Regions from separate parts of the Hordeum vulgare genome. Here region 2 is linked to region 1. A link is a contact called in public Hi-C data. All regions are on one chromosome and are shown on one strand. Each heading gives the region's core, a stretch centred on a gene start, on an enhancer-like site or on the middle of the called end of the contact. The rest is flanking DNA. Distances are from core to core; before and after follow the strand shown. Region 1 holds the start of LOC123406266 (AP-1 complex subunit gamma-2-like). Region 2 holds the start of LOC123406159 (proliferating cell nuclear antigen).

Region 1 (6,837 bases), core at 2,248-4,747:
ATGAGGCAGTTGTAGGGGAAGGTGGCGGCGGCGTGGGAGGTGGAGAGCGTGCCGGAGGCGAGGAGGAGGGCATGGACCTGGAGGAGCCGGCGAGGGGCGGAGAAGTGCTTCTGGAGGAGGCGCTCGAGGACGGCGAAGGAGTACGGGGAGCCCGTCCACATATGCGCCGCGACGCTCGCCGGCGTTGCTGTCCTCAGCCAGATCGGATCCAAGTTCAAGAAAGCTGCTGCGCTATCCCCGGCGAGGGGAGTTGGAGTTGGGGGAAGGGGCAGGAAAACTAAAAAAGAAAAAGCAAAAACAGAGTGCAGAGGGAATTGAACCTGGGTCTTCAGCTAAGAAGAGCAAGGCTCTCTCCATCCTGCTAGTCCTTCACTATGGACATAATATGGCGGCATAGGTTCAGATAATACGTTTGGGCCGGTGAAAGAAAAAACTGAATCGTTTTTTGACTTACGGGTGGCATTGGTGAGTAATTTTGACCAACTTCAGAGGCAATTTCGATGACGTACGGACAGAAGTTATCCGTACTTTATTAGTAGGTAAAGATAAGACACTACTTGTATCTTATTACATGATTGTTTGAGAGGAGAATACAATCATCCTACACCTTATGCAGATTGATGAGCCTTAGCTCACCCACTTGAGAAAAAAATATGATAAAACTCTACACTTAGAGGCCCAACATAGTCTGAAAAATGGAAGTGTGTAGAAGACATCAACTCCCCTACAATGCGAATAAGCAGCACTAGAACAAGAGCGAGGCAGAGAGACCTTATTTCACGTCAACGTCAACACCATCGTCTCACCGAAAACAAAAACTAAACTTATTCATAACCCTACAACCATCCAACTGAAGCCCTGGTGTCCATGCCCCTCACGTCTCCATAACGGCATATAAAGGGAGTGGGCGCCCTTGGTCTTGCTGGGAAGGCAGGTAGATTGGCCATCGCCTCTGTATCTTAGGTCATCGGAGCAGGTGAAAAGAAAACGGTTCATACATAATTTTTAGGATTGTCTTGCAACGGTGACAATTTGTTTAACCATTGCTTTATCCTGCTGGTGACTTAAAATCAATTTAACACACCTTCTAAAAAGCAGTAATTAACAGTCAAAAATTTGTTGCCAATTATCCCATCATTTTTGTCCATATGATCAAAATTTGATGGTTGTGGGTTCTATCGCTAGCCATTTATTGGTTGACAACATTTTTTTATGTTTATATAATCAAAATTGGAACACACTTGCTTAAACCAAGCGTTGGATACAACAACCCTCTACCCATCCAAAGCCGCAACAATTAGTCGCCTTGTGTAAACTTTCACATGCTTACCCTCCTCCTCACCCCCAAATCATCAGTATAACGCAAATGCCATCTACATTCGTGCTTACGTACATAGCAAATCAAAAGCGGTTGAATAAGTGCGTTTGTGCGATGGTAAAAAAAAAGTCGGTTGAGTAAGTGAAATAATGCATCGGTTTCTATGTTCCAGTTTGCGCAAAAAGGTAAAAGAGAGAGACATTGATTCATTTCTAAGAACAAATAAATACCTGTCAAAATTGTCATATAAGTCAGCAAAAGATCCGTAGCGTTCTAAAATTCTGAACATTAATACAGCTCTCTCACTCTCTCCACCTAAAAAATTGATTAGGTACATACCTAAGAAAAAAGTATGACATCTCTTTAGAAGTATTTCGTTGGTTCAATTTTCTCCTTTAATTTTAAGCTTCCTTATCTCCTCAAAATTATTAGGAAAAAGTTATTTGAACTTTTTTCTCCAAGTAAGGAAGGCTAAAGTTTAGGTAAAAATTACAAGCGAAGCCTAGATGTGATCATGGTGAGCCCTGCCAAATGCCTGGGATCGAAAACTAAACGGTTGGTTTAGGCTCGTCATATGCTTTCAACCTCAATGGACACCACAAAAGCATGAGATACCTAAGCTACGTCGTATTATTATAACCAAAATAAATTAATAACAATTTTTTCAAATGATGATTTCTTTATGGAAAACACTTAAAATAAACCGTCTGATCTCTCCCTTGTGTAAGCCGCTCTCTCCTAACGATACGTGCCCTGCACGAGGTTCGCACACCACATCCCAGCCTTATCCTCTCCACACTTGGATCGTCTTCCTCGTTCCTCCCTCCCTCACCCACTCCCCCACTCTTTTCTTCCTAGATGGGGTACCCGTTGATCCGATGGGATGACCGTCCAACGCGTCGCCGACGGGATTGGGGGGAGCCGCGCTGTCGAAGGTGTTGAAGTGTGGCGGCGGCCGAAGCGACAGGGGCTCCCCTAACCTCATCACAACAGTCGTCATTTGCTGCATCGTCATTGTTGCGCTCCAGCTCCAGTGAAGCATCGCTGGAGCTGTGATGGGCCGTCGTTGCTGCGTTGGAGCGCCGCCGTGCAGGAGTTCGCGCTCCAGTGAAGCATCACCGGGGCTGTGATGGGTCGTCGTTGCTGCGTTGGAGCGTCGCCGTGCAGGATTTCGCGCTCCAGTGAAGCATCACCGGGGCTGTGATGGGTCGTCGTTGCTGCGTTGGAGCGCCGCCGTGCAGGAGTTCGCGCTCCAGTGAAGCATCACTGGGGCTGTGATGGGTCGTCGTTGCTGCGTTGGAGCGCCGCCGTGTCGCGCTGCAATGAAGCTTCATAGGCGGTTGCATTGGAGCTTCACCGGCGGCGCCAAGAGTTGCCATGCAGCGCCCAAAGTTGCAATGAAGCTTCACCGACGGCTGCAATGGAGCTTCATCGACGACGCCAAGATTTGTGATATGCAGCGCCCGAGCTGCAGTGAAGCTCCACTCACGCCGCAATGGATCTTCACCACGACGAGCGGTCGTTGCTCGCGTTGACCCGATTCAGCGTCTGTGTGGAATGCATCTAATGGCTGGGGACCCGGCTGATTTTCTGAAAAACCAATCGGTTGATCCGTAGCAGCCGTCTTTCTTTATATCTTGACACGCTTCAAGACGAGTAGATCTGGTTGAAAAAGGAAGAAAATATGCATAAAAGCAATCATTTAGAAAAAGAAAGACATAAAACTTATCCTTCATCTATGCACACGGATGTAAACACATGTACACACCTAGTTCTTTCCACACGAGGGTTCACTTCTACCGTGCTATCACTACGCAGCACCGAATTACGCCGTTTCAGTCTTTGTGGGTTTCGCGGGTCTATGTTTACTCAACCTGCTCTCGAGAATGTAGCTCACCAAATCCATCGCATAAAAACTCCTCACACCGTCGCTTAATCGAAACGTCTCCACACGAATTCCTCCGAATTTTATGTTTGAACTTCCATGGTTCCAAACGGGGCTGAAGTTTTTAAAATACAGAAAAATACAGGGGGCCGCCGGCAGTTCTTCCCACCACCGAGCACCGACCGTCGCCACCATTTCCACTCCTCCAGATCCACCCATCGTCCTCCTCCCCGCTGCCTCCCTGCTTCCTTCCTTCCCGCCCCCAACCACCTCGGCCGCCAGATCCCGCGAGCTCCCACCCCCACCCCCACGCCCCTCTCGTGCGCGCGCTCGCGCGCGCGCTCCCCGGGATCCCAAGCTGGATACCGTCGAGAAGATCGTCGAGGACTTCGCCTCGGACATGGCCCTCAACCCCTTCTCCTCCGGCACCCGCCTGCGGTGAGCCCCAAACCCCGAAATTCACCCCCGGATCCGCCGCGGCAATGCTGCGAATCGCGCCTGCTTGCTTGCTTGCTCTGACTGACCGATCTTCCTTCCTTCCTTCCTTCCCGCAGGGACATGATACGGGCGATACGCGCGTGCAAGACGGCGGCGGAGGAGCGGGCGGTGGTGCGGCGGGAGTGCGCGGCGATACGGGCGGCGATCAGCGGGGACGGGCAGGACCTGCGGCACCGCAACATGGCCAAGCTCATGTTCATCCACATGCTCGGCTACCCCACCCACTTCGGCCAGATGGAGTGCCTCAAGCTCATCGCCGCCGTCGGATACCCCGAGAAGCGGATCGGCTACCTCGGCCTCATGCTGCTCCTCGACGAGCGCCAGGAGGTCCTCATGCTCGTCACCAACTCCCTCAAGCAGTAGGCCCGCATCCTCCCTGCTGCTGCACAGTGTTTGCTTCAGTACGTAGATGTGATGCCGAGTTTTGAGTAATGCTACTGCTTGATTTGGGGGCAGGGATCTCAACCACTCCAACCAGTTCATCGTGGGGCTCGCGCTGTGCGCGCTCGGGAACATCTGCTCTGCTGAGATGGCCCGGGATCTGGCGCCTGAAGTGGAGAGGCTCATGCGAAGCAGGGATGCTAATACAAAGAAGAAGGTGCTTGTTTTCATAACACGGTTCAGTTTATAGTCAGTGAATCCACTCATCCGGTGGAGCATGTCCAAAATAAGCATCTTCCAGAGGAATTGTTGGTATGCCAAGGTTTGGGGTAGATTAAGAAACTGCACATTACTATCGAAGTCAGTCACTATAGATTGTCATTTACACAAATAAATCCTGGCGCTTTGCTATGCAACAAAAGATTTCCTCTTGGCCCGTTATTTCAGAGAGTATTTAAAAAAATTACCCGGCATTTTATTCATTTTGCTGTACTCATCTACGCTACTGACAAAATACTTTCTTTGGTTCTCTTTGAAATCATGAGTTTTATGGAGGTATTATTCATGATATTCTTGTCCCTGTTTATTAGGCTGCTCTGTGCTCTGTGAGGATTGTAAGAAAAGTCCCGGATTTGGCGGAAAATTTCATGGGTCTTGCTGCATCATTACTGAAGGAAAAACACCATGGGGTTTTGATATCTGCAGTTCAGCTCTGCACTGAATTGTGTAAAGCCAGCAAAGATGCATTGGAGTACCTGAGAAAGGTAATGCCATTTTTTTTATGTTACACCTGAGGCCCTGAGGTCTGTTTTGACAATAACTGGATTATGACAATGATCGATGATCATTATTTTTTTGAACGATCACCGGGGGGGGGGGGGGGGGGATCCCCACCTGAATATATTGCTGAAAAGCTGCCAAAGCCAAGAGTCACCCCTTGAACTTCGGCTGATCCAGTTTATAAGGGAAACCAGATCGAAAACCTAAACAAGCTGACCCCGTTTATGAGGGAATCTGGGCCAAAAAAACGTACAGGTAACAAGGTTGCAGAAGATGTGAAAAAATTGGCACCCAGGAAAAGGCATGGCCTAGCTATTAGGCAAAAAGACCACCACCAGGAGAGACACAAGTAGATGTGGGGTGTTGTTGAAGGATCACAATACCAAGACTCTGCAAACAACCTAACGCACCGCACCGACATGCGTATCGAGCCCCACGGCACAACAGAGGATCAACCATAACCAATGAGTGCCGAACTAAACACGAACCTTGACCGGAAGATCCGCCACGGAGGTCGAAATGATTAGCAGGTTGGGGAGGCATCATTGCTTCGTCACTGAGCAAAGTTGAACCAAGACCACACCAAGAGCTCGAAGCTTGCCGCAGCACAACGGCAACCATGGTAGGGTCTTGAGCAAGCACGGGAGTACCCAAAGGGCAGCCGAAGAGAAAGACATGAAGAATAACACAACCAGCACAAAGGGGGCCTCAACTTCTATCTTCATCTGACCAAGCAAGGAGAGCCTTGAACGTTGGCCATCTGGTCGCCACCCAACGACACCCGCAAGGAGAGAGGTGTCGTACGGGAACGAAGTGGTCCGGAGAGGAGCACACCCCGCTAACCCGGCTTCGGAAGGAAGAATCGTAACCACGCCAAGGGATGGTCGAGCTCACGAGGGGGAAACATATGGCTGCCCTACATCGCCAAAGGGATGATCGATGATTATATTTATAGTTGTTGCCCATCATGTATATTAATGTAACATCTCAACTATTATATTTATGATAGTGAAGTTTATTGGTAGAAAGTTTTACACCTTGTAGCGGTCAAGAAATCAAGCTGCAATGTTTCATAATAGAAAATATTCTTTGACCTGCAGTCTACACCTTATGTTTCAAAGTACTACAATTGCTTCCACATATTAGATTATTACACCCCAAGACCGTCAATACATTAAATCATCTTTTGTGTTCTACTCCCTCCGTTCCTAAATATAAGACCTTTTAGAGATTGCACTATAAACTACATACGGATGTACATAGACATATTTTAGAGTGTACATTCACTCATTTTGCTCCGTATGTAGTCTTCTAGTGAAATCTCTAAAAGGTCTTATATTTTGGAACGGAGGGAGTAGCATTTAACCTGAGTACTTTACAAGTTTTAAATAACATTACCTGAAACACGAGCTATCCTCTTTAACTTTTGCAAAATATTTCATTGCAGAACTGCATCGAAGGTCTGGTCCGGATACTTAGAGATGTCTCCAATAGTTCATATGCTCCTGAGTATGATGTTGCTGGCATTTCGGATCCTTTCTTGCATATTCGAGTTCTTAAACTTATGCGTATGTTGGGTCAAGGCGATGCAGATTGCAGTGACTATATGAATGACATTCTTGCTCAGGTGATTGCTTAATAAGTTAGTATCTGTCTTTGTTTCCGCATGCACATGCACAATGCTGTCATTTATTGTTGTCCGTGCAAAGTATGATGATTTGGTCAATTCCTGTTGCCCAAGTTATTTATTAATTCTAGTTTTATCTGGTTTCTTAATCTGTATTGACAATGGTTAACCATTTATTCTGTTTAAGAGGATATACAACATCAGTAAGTTGAGTGATCTTACACAACCGTGCTACAATGTGGGAAAACATATATTTTAACTGTGCAAATCACAAAAGTGGAAAGCATCAGATAACAATATCTGCTTGAAAGTGCAACAAATCATGACAATTGGCAAAGCCTCGAGAGA
Region 2 (6,837 bases), core at 3,216-5,715, 150 kb before region 1:
AGGATTAAAATCTCTCCTATTCGCTCATTCTTGCCCTGATGCCTTTTTTATTATTCTTGCTGATAGATTTCTAATGACAAGCATTTGAACAAATGTGCAGGTTGTGGATGTTTCTACATCTGGGTCTGGAGGTTATGCCAGCTGCCACTTTGTTGCTATTGACATCTTCACTGGCGAGAAATTTGAATATAGTGTGTCATCTTCTCGCAACTGTGGTGTCAGTACATTTCTTGGACTTTTTGCTATTAAAATGGCTTCTGTCGATAGTAGAATATGAATTTTGCTATCTTTACAGGTTCCTTATGTGATTATCACAGAATACCAGCTCCTTGATATACCTGATGATGGTGGATTTGTAAGCTGGATTATTTTATTAATGTCTCCTATATTTTCATCATCTTTTGCTGGATGTGCGTTTACCTTGAGAAGTTGACACTTCTTTCAGGTGACTCTGCTAACTGATACTGGTAGCACCAAAGATGACATAAAGCTCCCAACTGATGATTCCCCTCGTGACCAGGTTTGTATGAACCACGTAATCCATGCACATTTCTTTCTTGCATACGAAATACAGTCTGAGATACCTTCTTGATTTTTCAATTAAAAGTGTCGACTCATGGTTAGAAAAATACTAACTTACAAGGTATTGCTTTATTTATCAGTACACTCTTGTAGTTTGAACTACTCCCCCATTTCCTAAATATAAGTCTTTTTAAATATTTCACTACAGAGTGTTGTGCGTTTATACACATGAAAGATTTCCTCCGTACCCCACCAAACCTGATGTTACATTTCTCCGTTGGTGCAGCTCAAGGATGGCTTTAACGAAGGCAAGGACCTGATGGTGTCGGTCATGTCCGCCATGGGAGAAGAGCAGATTTGTGGGTACAAGGACATCGCCCCAAGGTAAACCGTGCCGTGTTGGCCATCTATTTGGGTGTGAAGGAACAAGGCTTCATGACAACAGTCACAGACATTAAGAGTAATATGTATTGCAACAATAAGTTGTCTGTGTTTCCTTGATCTGTCGTCCTAAATTGGCCGCTCACTGTATCCTAAAACATCACTCCTCCAATCCAGGGATTTATTGTGTTGTTGTACCATCATGGAGTTATAAACTGTGGTCAAGTTGAAAATTCCCTACCCTATCTGAAGTGTTTTTGCAATATATCTGTGCATTCTCTACCCAGTACCCAGCCTCGAGTTTTGCTCGTTTTGCCCCTCCGCTGAACACTTTCGAAAGTGGCCCTGTTTCAGGATGCCACATTGAGCAAATCAGCCTTGCCTTTTTATTTCAAAAACCATGACAGCGTCTTCTAAGAATTACTTGATTTTATGGATCAACTTTGAGTTAGTCAGACTGCACCTTTGATATTATGTCGAGAACGTCACCATATCATGGTGAGAGTGGGAATTTTGTAGCTATCAGCAACCAATCTATGAAAACTTGGAACATTGTTAATGATGAATGTTATGCTAATGTGGGGCTGTGTAATAGTTTTCCCATTAGTCGCTTGCAGGTTCCTGAGCGTTATGGAAAACTTCTAAATCAGAAATATTACAGTTACAGGGCAAACATAGCAGATATTAATCTGGTGAAACAATGCCGAACCAACCGAACACTACCCAAGCTAACTAAAAAGACTGAAACAAATTGATGGAAAGATGTATCGCAAAGAACATTCAGTGTAAGAATACTGGAAAATTCAAAAAGAAAAACTGATTTTTTTTTTAAAAAAAAAGGAAGATGTTTGCGTGCGTGAGGCCTCTTGCAAAAGCAGCTATGAATTATAGGCTCTTGCTTCCTCAAACCCTGTCATGAAAAATACTACTCCTTCCAATCCATATTAATTCTCACTGATTTAGTACAAAGTTGTACTAAACCAGTGACAATTGATATAGATCGGAGGGAGTAATTCAACTTGGCATTTTTATGTGTCAGGTCTGAGGGCAGGATCGATGTAACTTCAGTCAAAATTGACATCCAAGCTGGGATTTATAGAAGTTCTGTCCATTGGGTGTTTTCATTTTGGCAGAGCAAACCATAACATTAGTGAAGTAAAGTAATGTTGATCATCAGATGCACCTTTGTCTACTACCCATATCAGTTAAGTCAGTGAAGAAATATTGATCATGTGAATATGAAATGCCTGGTAATGTTTGTAGTGTCAGCAAGTAACCAATGAAAACGTGAAACTCCATTGATGACAATATTGTTCTGATTTGTGGCTGTGTAATACAACTAACCATGGCATACATGTCAATCTGGTGAATCAACAACTAAAACAACACTGCTAGCTGCCAATGAACCAAACTGATAACAAATAGGTTGCTACTTCTCTGAAAGAACATCAGCACTAGCAGCTAGGAATTATGGTTTCTTGTTTCCACACAGCACCCTAAATTCCTGTCAAGGAGAAAATATGCTAAATCTAACCATAACAGCACTGGTGTAACATGGACTAGCATAATTCACTAATCTAACATTCATCCTTGGAAATCCATGGAGCAACAGTCACAGATACAAGGGTAGCTAAAACAAGGATAACATCATTTTTGCTTACAAACAATAGTTAAGCAAACAGCAATTTAACAGCTAAGGAAAAAGTAGGCAAGACAAGCATATCCTTGGAACACAATCATGCCTTCATTTCCTCATCTTCTTCAATCTTTGGTGCCAGATAAAACCTAATGTAGCCCATCTCGCCGATCTTGTACTCCACAACCACCGGCAGTTCAGACGAGAGGCTGATGGTGACTTGGTCCGACAGTGGGCTTGCCTTGGTGAAAGAGTTCATGTACCTCAGAGCAAAGGTGAGTGACACCGGCTCTTGCATCTCTATAATGGTAGATTCTTCAGGCTGCAATGATACAAGACAATCATTAGATATCATACTGAAACATGTCCCTACAATAGTACTCCAGTATGAAAACCAAGGCCCAAACTGAAATGAATTTGCAAGCGTAAAATATAGGCGAGCTGGATACTCCATACATGGCTCAAGCTGAATATTTTTTTTTGTTCACTGAAGTAACTGTGCACACTACTTCAGTTGGTAGGCTCGCCAGCTCAGGGCACTAAAGAGTACAGGGTTCATCCAAACTAGTTTGTATTATGATAAATATCATCTTAGAAAATATGTAGCTCGGCTTCACTAGATTGTTGGAATCATTTTCAGTGGATGAAGCTATGAAACAACACCATCTTTTAGTATATATGACAGTGGGCGAAGCTATGAAACAACACCATTTTTTAGTATGACACTGTAGGAAAACTGAACATTTGAAAGCAGCATAATTATAATTAACTGCAGACTGCCATTTTAGTCTATGCGAGGGAACAAACAGTAGGGTAGTGTGTATCTATGAGCTGCAAATAGTAAGACAATTTAGGCTAATTATCTTAAGTAAAGGACAGCATCAACAGTAGCTACCAAATCGTTCAAATATTATAACTGAGTAAGCACTAAACGATCTGATTGAGAATTAGGTGTGACTGTCTATTCGTATTGCTAAAATTAAGGTATTCATAAAATACAAGCATAGCTGCAAATGCGATTCCAAACTCTTGTTATGCAATACACCCCAAAAAATTCACAATATAAATGCCTACAAGGACAATATATCCATAGTAACTAGTGGAGAAACAAGACAAGAAAGGAACCTTGTCAACAGTCTTGTTCTGCCTGCAAACGATGTTTGCAGTCCCAATGTCTCCAGCAGTGGAGAACTTGACACCCTCCTTGGTGACAGAGATAATAACTGCAGCGCACAGAGCAGAAGCCGCCGTCAGACAAGCGAGAAACAGAGATGACAAGCGCAGGTGCAGCATAACAAGATTACAGTAGATGAGCATACCGGTGTCGCCGATGCTGCTGAGGTCCTTGCAGATCCTGGAGAACTCGGAGGACGGCATGCGGACGATGGCCTGGTACTCCGAGTCGGGGATGCCGAGGTGCTCGCTGTCGATGTCCATGAGCTTCATCTCGAAGTCGGCAATCTTATCCTGATCTGTTCATCCATCCATCCATGATCCATCCAGATCGGGGTCACCGACGGAGCCACGAGGAGCAAAGGGGGGGAAAACAGATCGAGCGGGGGGGTTCGCTTACTGGGCGACTCGAACATGAAGGTGACGGTGTCGGAGCCGTCGTCGGCCTTGATGGTGATGATGTCGTCGTTGCCGGCGCAGCGGAGCATCTTGGCCATGTTGCCGAGGTTCATGCCCATGGAGAGGTTGCGGTCGCAGCGGTAGTGCTCGAAGCCCTCGGAGCGGAGGAGGAGGGCGACGAGCGCGACGTGGGAGGAGTCCATGGCCTGCAGCGAGAAGCCGGTGCCGGAGCAGTCGAAGTTGGCGTCCGTCACCAGCTCCTTGATCGCCTCCAGCACCTTCTTCAGCAGGCTCCCCTGCACCAGCCGCAGCTCCAGCATCTTCGCGTCCGGCGGGAGGGCGGCGGCGGCGGCGGGGTCGAGGGGGAGCGGGGTGGGGATGGGTTTGGGGGGGGAGGTCGAGGGGGAGCGGGGTGGGGATGGGAGGGAGAAATTGGGCGCGCGCCGGGATATATTTTCCCGCTCGCGCCTCCTTCCACCGGAGGATTGGACTGGCGTGTGGGCCCGAGGGAGGCTGTGGTCCCACATGTCGGTGGCGGAGAGGGGTTTCGCTTTCCCGCCATCTCGCTCGCCGCGTGGGTGGCTTCCCTCCATCGGTTTGGGGTTTGGAGTTTCCCGGGCTGTGTTTATCCTCCCTCGAAAAATCATTCATTTTTAAGACAAGTATTTCCGGATGAAAAAAGTACTACGGTGCTACGTTTTTTTTTCTTTTTTCTCTGTGTTTCTTTTGCTTTTTCTGCTTTTCTTTCCAAAATTCTTGAACTATCGGATATTTTGGAAATTCAATGCTTTTTCTTGAAAATAGAAGATAAAGATCTTTAATGCAAATTTTCAAGTGCCTAATTTTCTTAAAATCAACGTTCTTTCCTAGGAAATACAGTTGAATGCAGTCTTTTAAATACATGCAGATTTTTTCAAAACTGAGAACATTATTTAAATTCCTGAAACATTAATTTATTCTTCAGAAATTTTTGAAAAATAAAATACATGAATGTTTTCACAAATCATGATTTTTTTTAAAAAAATGTGTGCATGTTTTTAATTTTTGTAAATATTTTACTGAACATTTTGTTCCTGAAATAAAAAAATGGATGGAAACCAACTGAAATACAAGGAAATCAAAATTAAAGAAAACTCAGCTAAAACCATACCGAAAATCGTTTGCTCCGCCATCGATATGGAGGTGCATGAAGTGCTAGGTGGGTCGACCCACACGTGCGTCTTAGTGACAATCTATCGCCTAGGATGCAAAATAGGAGGTCCCGCTATGGTCGCTTGCGCCAGGCCGCGACGACTACTTTCACACCCAAGATGCTTCTAAACGCGGGATGCTCCTATTCATCACTCTTAGAAATGAAAACAGGAGGTAACTCCCGTGTGCCTTGTTCGCTCCCAAATAAACCAGCTTCACCTGATAGAGCCGTACACATAGAAAATCGATGTGTAGGCTCTCCAAAGAACATGTGTGATCTCTTGTTTTTGTCCTTGTGCGTTTTCTTTTTTTGCATTATTGCGTCTTGATTTAGTGAGTTTTTAGGGGGAAAATTTAGGGGGGATGATCTGCGCCGATGCGCCGGTCCAGATTTTCGGCCGACCGCGCACGGGCCGCAGGATCCACCAACCCCGCGTCGACCGCACCGTTGGATCCGCATGCAACATTTTCCTCCCTATGCAGCAAAATTTTGATGTCATGCAGCAATTTTTTCATGGTTGCAACAAAAAAAAATCTACGTGATCGTAGCAAAAAAAATAAAGCTGATGGTACGTGGTAGCAAAAGTCAAATGCCGGTTGTAACAAAAATTTACGTGACGTGTATGCAACTTTTTAGTGAACGGTTACAGCAAAACATGATGCCGGTTGTAGCAAAAATTAACACGGTTATAGCAAAAAGTAAAAAACATCGATTGTAACAAAAAATCCGACGAACTAGAGTTGCAACCAAACGTATATGCAGCTTTTTTACCGAGACAAAATATAGTAAAAAAAATGATTGCAGCAAAAATGACGCAGGTTACAACATATTTAGACGAAAAATGTTGCATCCATTGAACGAAGAAGCACACGGATGACAAAAAATGTTACAAGGGCCCGCGCGCCAGGGGGCGACCGGCGCGTCGGTTCGACCGGCGCGCGGTAAAAAACGATTTCCAAAAACTTAATTTTGAAAAGAAAGAAAGTTGTCACAAGCCATAGTCATGGACCGTTACTTCTACAAGTTCATGCCGTCATGCATTACATAAAGTTAGCTCCGCCAAGGCACACAGACCCAGAGGCAGCTTCGAGTTGTGCTTACGGCGCGCCAACGGTGGATGCACAAGGAAAAAGAATCTTTGAGTGTAATCTTTTTTTTCGTGTAGGTGTGTTTGTAAGGCCATACGAATCTGTACTAATAAAAGCACGAGAGGGCAGATCCAACTACAGATCTGAAACGCCTAATCACATTATCAACAGTCTAATGACGCTGTTAATGAAACTCTCGCTAACGAAAACGCTCTGAATGAAACTCTCGCTAATGACTCCCGACCCACAACACCGCTGCGCACCTCGGGACAAAAAAGAAAAAGAAAACCTCCCACTCCCCATGCTACCCGCTACCCTCGCACCCCGTCGGCCCCCGACACCGCCGCCACCGCCGCCCCGGCCCTCGCCACCATCGCCCGCCACCACTCGCCCCGCCACTGCCCCAGCTCCCGCCATCGCCGCCCCGCCGCCGCCTCGCCCCATCC

The links. Hi-C and Micro-C count contacts between places; a contact is called where the count stands out from the background.
Region 2: a Hi-C map of leaf shows a contact between it and region 1, with 2.4 times the contacts expected there. The contact joins the promoter of LOC123406159 here to the promoter of LOC123406266 in region 1. A contact is called at or near these places in 3 of 6 Hi-C or Micro-C datasets (leaf and seedling).

Annotation. Positions count from the first base shown.
Region 1 is chr6H:545,710,550-545,717,386 of MorexV3_pseudomolecules_assembly, reverse strand. It overlaps LOC123406266 (AP-1 complex subunit gamma-2-like), which reads left to right and starts at 3,497. Exons shown (of 20, transcript XM_045099751.1): 1 at 3,497-3,641; 2 at 3,758-4,060; 3 at 4,158-4,299; 4 at 4,673-4,846; 5 at 6,310-6,489. The coding sequence starts at 3,604. It also overlaps the pseudogene LOC123405834.
Region 2 is chr6H:545,862,815-545,869,651 of MorexV3_pseudomolecules_assembly, reverse strand. It overlaps LOC123406159 (proliferating cell nuclear antigen), which reads right to left and starts at 4,465. Exons shown (of 4, transcript XM_045099636.1): 1 at 4,113-4,465; 2 at 3,859-4,011; 3 at 3,665-3,762; 4 at 2,464-2,861. The coding sequence starts at 4,431. The coding sequence ends at 2,640. It overlaps LOC123406161 (eukaryotic translation initiation factor 5A-5-like), which reads left to right. Exons shown (of 6, transcript XM_045099639.1): 3 at 101-217; 4 at 296-355; 5 at 446-520; 6 at 809-1,136. The coding sequence ends at 910.